2 separate regions of the Mus musculus genome follow, and region 1 is linked to region 2. A link is a contact called in public HiChIP or PLAC-seq data. All regions are on one chromosome and are shown on one strand. The core of a region is the stretch at or near the end of the contact, and the rest is flanking DNA. Distances in the headings are between cores, read along the strand shown. Region 1 holds the start of Tafa4 (TAFA chemokine like family member 4). Region 2 has its middle 42 kb from the start of Tafa4.

Region 1 (2,700 bases), core at 100-2,599, 42 kb after region 2:
TTGCTCATGGTTGAAAACCCTTAGGTTGGTGACAATTTAATAGCGTGACTGACTTTGCAAGGCCCCAATTTTGATAACAAAAGAGCCAGGGATTGTCACTGTTTTGCAATCAGGGAAATAATGTGGTGTGGCTTGTGTGTGTGGCAGGAGGCGTGGGAAACAAGGGCAGTGGCCTGGATGAGACCAAGCAGCAGGGAGAGAAAGTGGATATATGTGGATGCGTCTGCGGTAGATGGCTCATCATTTTAATTCAATGAAAAATAAAAGGACTGGGGGTGGGGTGGGGGGAGCTGTTAGCCAGTGGCAGAGGACAGCACGGTGACAGAGAATGGTGGTTTTCAAACTGCATGCATATAACAACCACATGGGGACTTTGAGTTTAAATGAAAATTCTGGTTCTAGGGTGGAGCCTGAAAGTCCAAAATTCTAGCCTGGTCTCAGAGAGAAGGCACGTGCTTGCTAACCGGGGTCAAATATAAGCGGTACTACTACTAATTAACTCCACAATTGTGAGCAAATTATTTAGCCTCTCTGAGCCTTAGTTTTCTCATCTATACAATGGCGGTCAGATGAGAGAAGATACTGTTTAAATGCCGCTGATTGTTGGTTACTTCTGTGAGGGAAGAGGGAAAAGCGATTGGATGGGGCTGGAAACAAGGTAGAGGTAAGGCATCAAAGAACTGGATTTTAGAGACAGGATTCAGGCTAACGGTAAACGCGCTATGTCGTCTAGATGACCTTGAACTTCTGATCCTCCTGCTAGGGTCACAGACTGCATCACTGCATCTAGTTTTATGTAGTGCTAGTGCTGGTCTCTGGCATGCTTAGGCAATGAGTCCCATTAAAACAGGTTTGTTTGTTTGTTTGTTTGTTTTTGTTTTAGAAAATCATTTAGCTATTAACCTGTGTGTCAAGTTTTCTCTTTTTCTCACGCAAAGACATTACGCATGCAGCCAGACTGCTTTTGCACACGTTAGAAGATGCCTGCTTGCAGTCTGTAGTGGGACCTCTGTGGAGGAAATGGTTTCAACTGGGAGCGGAACCCCAAATTCTCCTACCGTTTGCAGGGCTTAACTTGGCTCTCAGGTGTTCAGAAGAATCAACACCTTTCCTCCAGCACCTGCGGAGTAGTGGCCACAGCGAGGCGCTCGCTTAGGAGAGGCGCACACAGCAGTACGGTAGGGAGGTGAGGGAAGAGGGGTGGAGGGGGGGTGGGGCTCAGAGGACAGGCCCACGTGGACTGCGGGGTTTGACAAGGGCGCCAGCAATCGGGCAGTCTGGCCAATCAGCGCTGTCAGCGGCCAGCCGGGCTCCTCCTGGTCAGCTAGCTCTGGGCTGGTTTCTGCACTGCTAGCCTGGAGCCACCCTGGACGGGGCGCACTTGCTGGGCGCGCAGGGCTGTCTGCACCCTCTGGGATCTGGCTGGGACAATGTTTCTTCTTTAAGACACGGCGCTTCCCACGGTAGCTTTGGCTTCTCTTTGCAGCAGCACCGGAACTTTCCCCACTTTCGGCCGTACTAAGAGGGTGATGGGCGCAAGTCGCCAGCTGAGCATCCTTTGGTTTCAGTGCTGTGATCGGCGCTTCACTCTGGACTCCCGGATCTGACTCGGCTGCTCTTTCTAGTCTAGTAAGAATGGGCTCTGGGGTAGAGCTGGCGGGAGAAGGGGTTAGAGCAGCCTTGAACCTTATGCTTAAGCATGGTCTCCGCGAGAAGAGTGGCCTTTGGGGCTAATTTCAGTTTCACTAGTCTCGGTGTAGCTAGCCCTAGTCACTCCAGCATTTAGCAGGGAGCAGGGGGAAGTACTTGAATCAGCCGCGTGCATCCTAAAGTTAGAAGAGACACTGAGAAGGATACGACGTGCAGCTAGGGGTTATGAGTAGGGACGGCGGGCAGCAGCCACTTCCAATTTGGGAGTTCAGACTCTGGAGCCCTACTGGTGCTGAGGCAGCCACTTGATGAACTGGGGTGAGCAGTCTCAGGGCGAACACCCCAAGAGCTGGAGCTTCTGTCTGGCCACTGAGGTCTCATCCTTTTGCATCCGAGCAGGGGTCCTTACAAGTATCAGCAGGAGGAAGTAGGTGGGCTGGTTCCTGGACCTCCGACAGCTTGGGCTGACTGGGAGCGCAGGTGGTTAACAGGGAAGGGTCTTAGAGTTCTGGTGAGGCATCTCGGCTTTGTCCACCAAAGCTGCAAGCGCCTCAAAATTTATTTCCCTCTTGCTTCAGTTACATGGCCACTTGTCTCGCACCGCACCGCAGGGCGTCTTTAACCCAAGCTTGTCCTTGGAGAATTGGAAATAGAAAGCTTTATAGCCTGCACCTGGGAAGGCAGCCCAAGCCACAAGCTTCTTGCTAGTGTGTTAGTGTGTTTTTTCCCTTGAACGCTGAGTTATGAATCAGCCAGAAATATGCATATGTACAAGTTCACAGACTCTTGGAGTAGCAGCCATGTGCCAACCCCCACCGGGACTGAAGTATCCCTTTTGGTGAAGCGTACTGATCCCAGAACTCTTTTTGCTTTTAACTTTTTAATGCCCTTCCCTCCGAGAAGAGCAAAGTTAATAAGATGTGACAGGCAAAAATCCCTGCTTGGAGGCGGCCTCAGTGGGAGAGGGGGTATTTCCATTGAGTCCTTAGTCTGATATTTCCTGTAATCCTTGATACGGGGATAGCCCATCTGCTGACTCAGGCAACCAAA
Region 2 (2,700 bases), core at 2-2,501:
ATACACTGCACTTCAAGTGATCAGTTTTTTTAAGGTACATGAATATGGTGAGGTGAGAATCCTCTTGGACAAGTGACACGACCTCCTTCTGGGGAAGAGGACAGTAGGCAGTGTCTTTGGTGTGCAGTTCCTCCAGTCAGTTGTACCTTAGTATATGCATATACATATTTGTATGTGTATGTGTGTGTATGTGTATGTGTGTGTGGGGGGGTGTGCACATGTGTGTGGAAGCCAGAGAGCACGTCAGATGTTCTTCCCCCGCTATTCCCCACCCCCTTTGAGACAAGGTATCTCATTGAACCTGGAGTGCATCCGTTAGGCGAGGCTGGGTGCTCAGTGAGCTCTGGGCATCTCCTTGTTTCTATCTTTCCAGTGCAGGGATTACAAGTGCAAGGCCAAGTGTGTTCAGTTTTTCTGTGGAGTCCTAGGATCAAATGCAGGTCTTCATGCTTGCAAGGCAAATGTTTTACTGACTGAGCGGTCACGCAGCCCTCTGCTGCATGTTGCTGGTTGAACTAACTCAGGTGTGTTAGCTGGTCCCTGTTAATGAGTGCGGATAAATAGACGGGCCAAGACCTGGTTGATATGGAGACTATAGGATGTACTGTGTGGCTTCTGCTGGGTGTGTTTTTCACTTGACAAAGAGATTGCCAAAGTCCTTCTGCGAAGTCTATGCACCCTTCTTGTATGAGGTCAATTATAAGCCACTTGTCAAGTATCCTCTAGACCATTTGTATGTTCAGGTTATGAACTGAGGAGTCCAAATAAACAAACAAACAACCACCACTAACAGCACTGATAGCAGCATCACCAGCCCTGGAGTGTTATTGCCAAACCACACTCACTGAAACCAAGGGTGCGGGACCTGGGCTGTCTCCTCCACTTTTAGTGTCATCCTGATTGATATAGCCGCAGTGACATCAGCTGATTCTATCACAGGACCAGTATGGGCAAAAGGAAATTGTAGCATATTGAGAAATCTGCAAACTAAATTGCTAGGGCGCTAAAAAGAATTTGAATCGTGCACAGTTTTGGGCAGAGATCTAAGCTGTGTGCAGCGTTAGCCAGAGAAATTAGGCCGGTTTGATGAATGTCCACTGGAAGACAATTGGCTCATAGGAGATGAAGTTAAAGGTGACTCTTGCAAGTCCCAGAAGCAAACCCAAAGTTAAAGTGGTATAGACATGTAAATAAGGCAGATGACAGACCAGAATGAGAGCGGACAAGGGCTGCATTGAACAGACCCAAGGCAAGGCAGCCAAAGGCCAGCATTAGCATTTGAAAGGCAGCCGAGGAGGGAAAGGGAAGACCAGACAGAAGTCCCAGCTCCACCCCTGAAAACCCGCAGACTGGTGAGGCAGGTGGGAAGTGACTGAAAGCGGAAAGCCAGTTCTAATTCACAGTTAGAGCACTTCCACAATGATAGAAAAATGTAAATGTCCTGGGAAAATATCTTCGTCTACGTATCATTTTTCAAAACTCCAGGTAATATTCTACAGCATTCAGGGAGGGAATTGACTCAAGACGCTTCAAGAGAGAGGTGTTTATGGATGGGCTCCTGGGGGCAGGGTGGAGGGGGTCCTCCTCCGGTTTATGAGGATGTCATGACATCTGCTTTCCTGTAAGACTAGAAGACTCGATGATGGAGCGCCTCTGATCTTTGCTCTGTCCTGTCGGGCTTCTCTATGCAAATCAATTCCGGGCAGGAGTCACTTTGTAACCCTATCATATTTACCGTTTACTTGATACTCTGGTCCAGGATTGCCTTGTTTTTGCAATTCAAATAACAGAGTATGGGAAAGAAAAGTTTTATAGTGGATGCTTTTTGGTGCAAATAATAAATCCAGAGAGCAAAGGAATAAGATAACACCTAGGAAGAGGTTCCCACCCTCCACAGCTGTGAAAGAGACAGTATCTGCCCCTCTCTCCTCCTGCTGCTACCCACGTTGGTGCAACCGGAACTAAACAAACCCTCTCACCAGGGGATCCTGCAAAAGGGTACTGACGGTGGAAAGTGGCCGGGAGACAGGAAACGGGAGCAAAACAGCTAGCTGCCTTTTGAGCATGGTCCGAGGTAGACTCCATAAGCATCGGCTCTTAAGGCTTTTATGTCTCTGCCCAGTGTCAGAGGTAGATTCCATTCTTTTGAGCAGGAAGAAATCGATTTCCCTTAATGGACCTCAAGAGACCCGCGATATCCATCCTCAGTGGGCCCCAAAACTACTGTATAATGTCCCATTCAAGAGATTCCCCCAAAGTAATTTAGGAGATGTGCTGTTGGGATTAGAAACATTTCCACCACAAAAATCCAGAGATCAAATTCCAAAGCTGCTCACCAGAAGGGATTAATGTCTGGACTGGAGTTACAGGGACAGCCTTAAATACAGAGTCCGGGCAGCTGTGCTCATTTAAGAGAGGAGATATAGGAGCTCAGAGCTCCAGGCTGGGATTCATGGCCACTAGCCAGGACAGAACCAGGACGTTTCACAATTATGGCCAGAGTCACTACACCCAATGTCTATCATGTCTTCATCATAACCTCAGTGGCTCCTGGTTTTACTTTATTGTATTATAATTTTATCCACAGCTTCACCAGAGTCACATGTCAGAAGGAAAGAGAAAAGGGGGGGGGGAGTTTCATGGAAACTTTGGGGGCATGTAATTTAAAGCCACCAAACTAGTGTTGGCTAATACCAAAGA

What was found. HiChIP or PLAC-seq counts read pairs in DNA pulled down with a chosen protein or histone mark.
Region 1: a contact with region 2 is called in an H3K27ac HiChIP or PLAC-seq map of embryonic stem cells, with 14 read pairs. The contact joins the promoter of Tafa4 here to the enhancer-like site in region 2. A contact is called at or near these places in 17 of 39 promoter capture datasets (the 3T3-L1 cell line, 3T3-L1-derived adipocytes, the HPC-7 cell line and 10 more), 12 of 484 Hi-C or Micro-C datasets (embryonic stem cells and nephron progenitors), 6 of 115 datasets of contacts at active chromatin or transcription factors (embryonic stem cells and epiblast stem cells) and 2 of 9 other capture datasets (adipose tissue and pancreatic islet).

What each region holds. Positions count from the first base shown.
Region 1 is chr6:97,059,060-97,061,759 of GRCm38.p6, reverse strand. It overlaps Tafa4 (TAFA chemokine like family member 4), which reads left to right and starts at 1,349. Exons shown (of 6, transcript NM_177233.5): 1 at 1,349-1,629.
Region 2 is chr6:97,101,057-97,103,756 of GRCm38.p6, reverse strand. No RefSeq gene overlaps it. Among named protein-coding and RNA genes, the nearest start is that of Tafa4, 42 kb to the right of the region's middle. Within about 2 kb of position 1,251, at least 27 of the 459 cell types and tissues checked have an H3K27ac peak or open chromatin away from gene starts, as enhancers often do. A contact at or near this core is called in embryonic stem cells, epiblast stem cells and stem cell-derived epiblast-like cells, where this site is marked.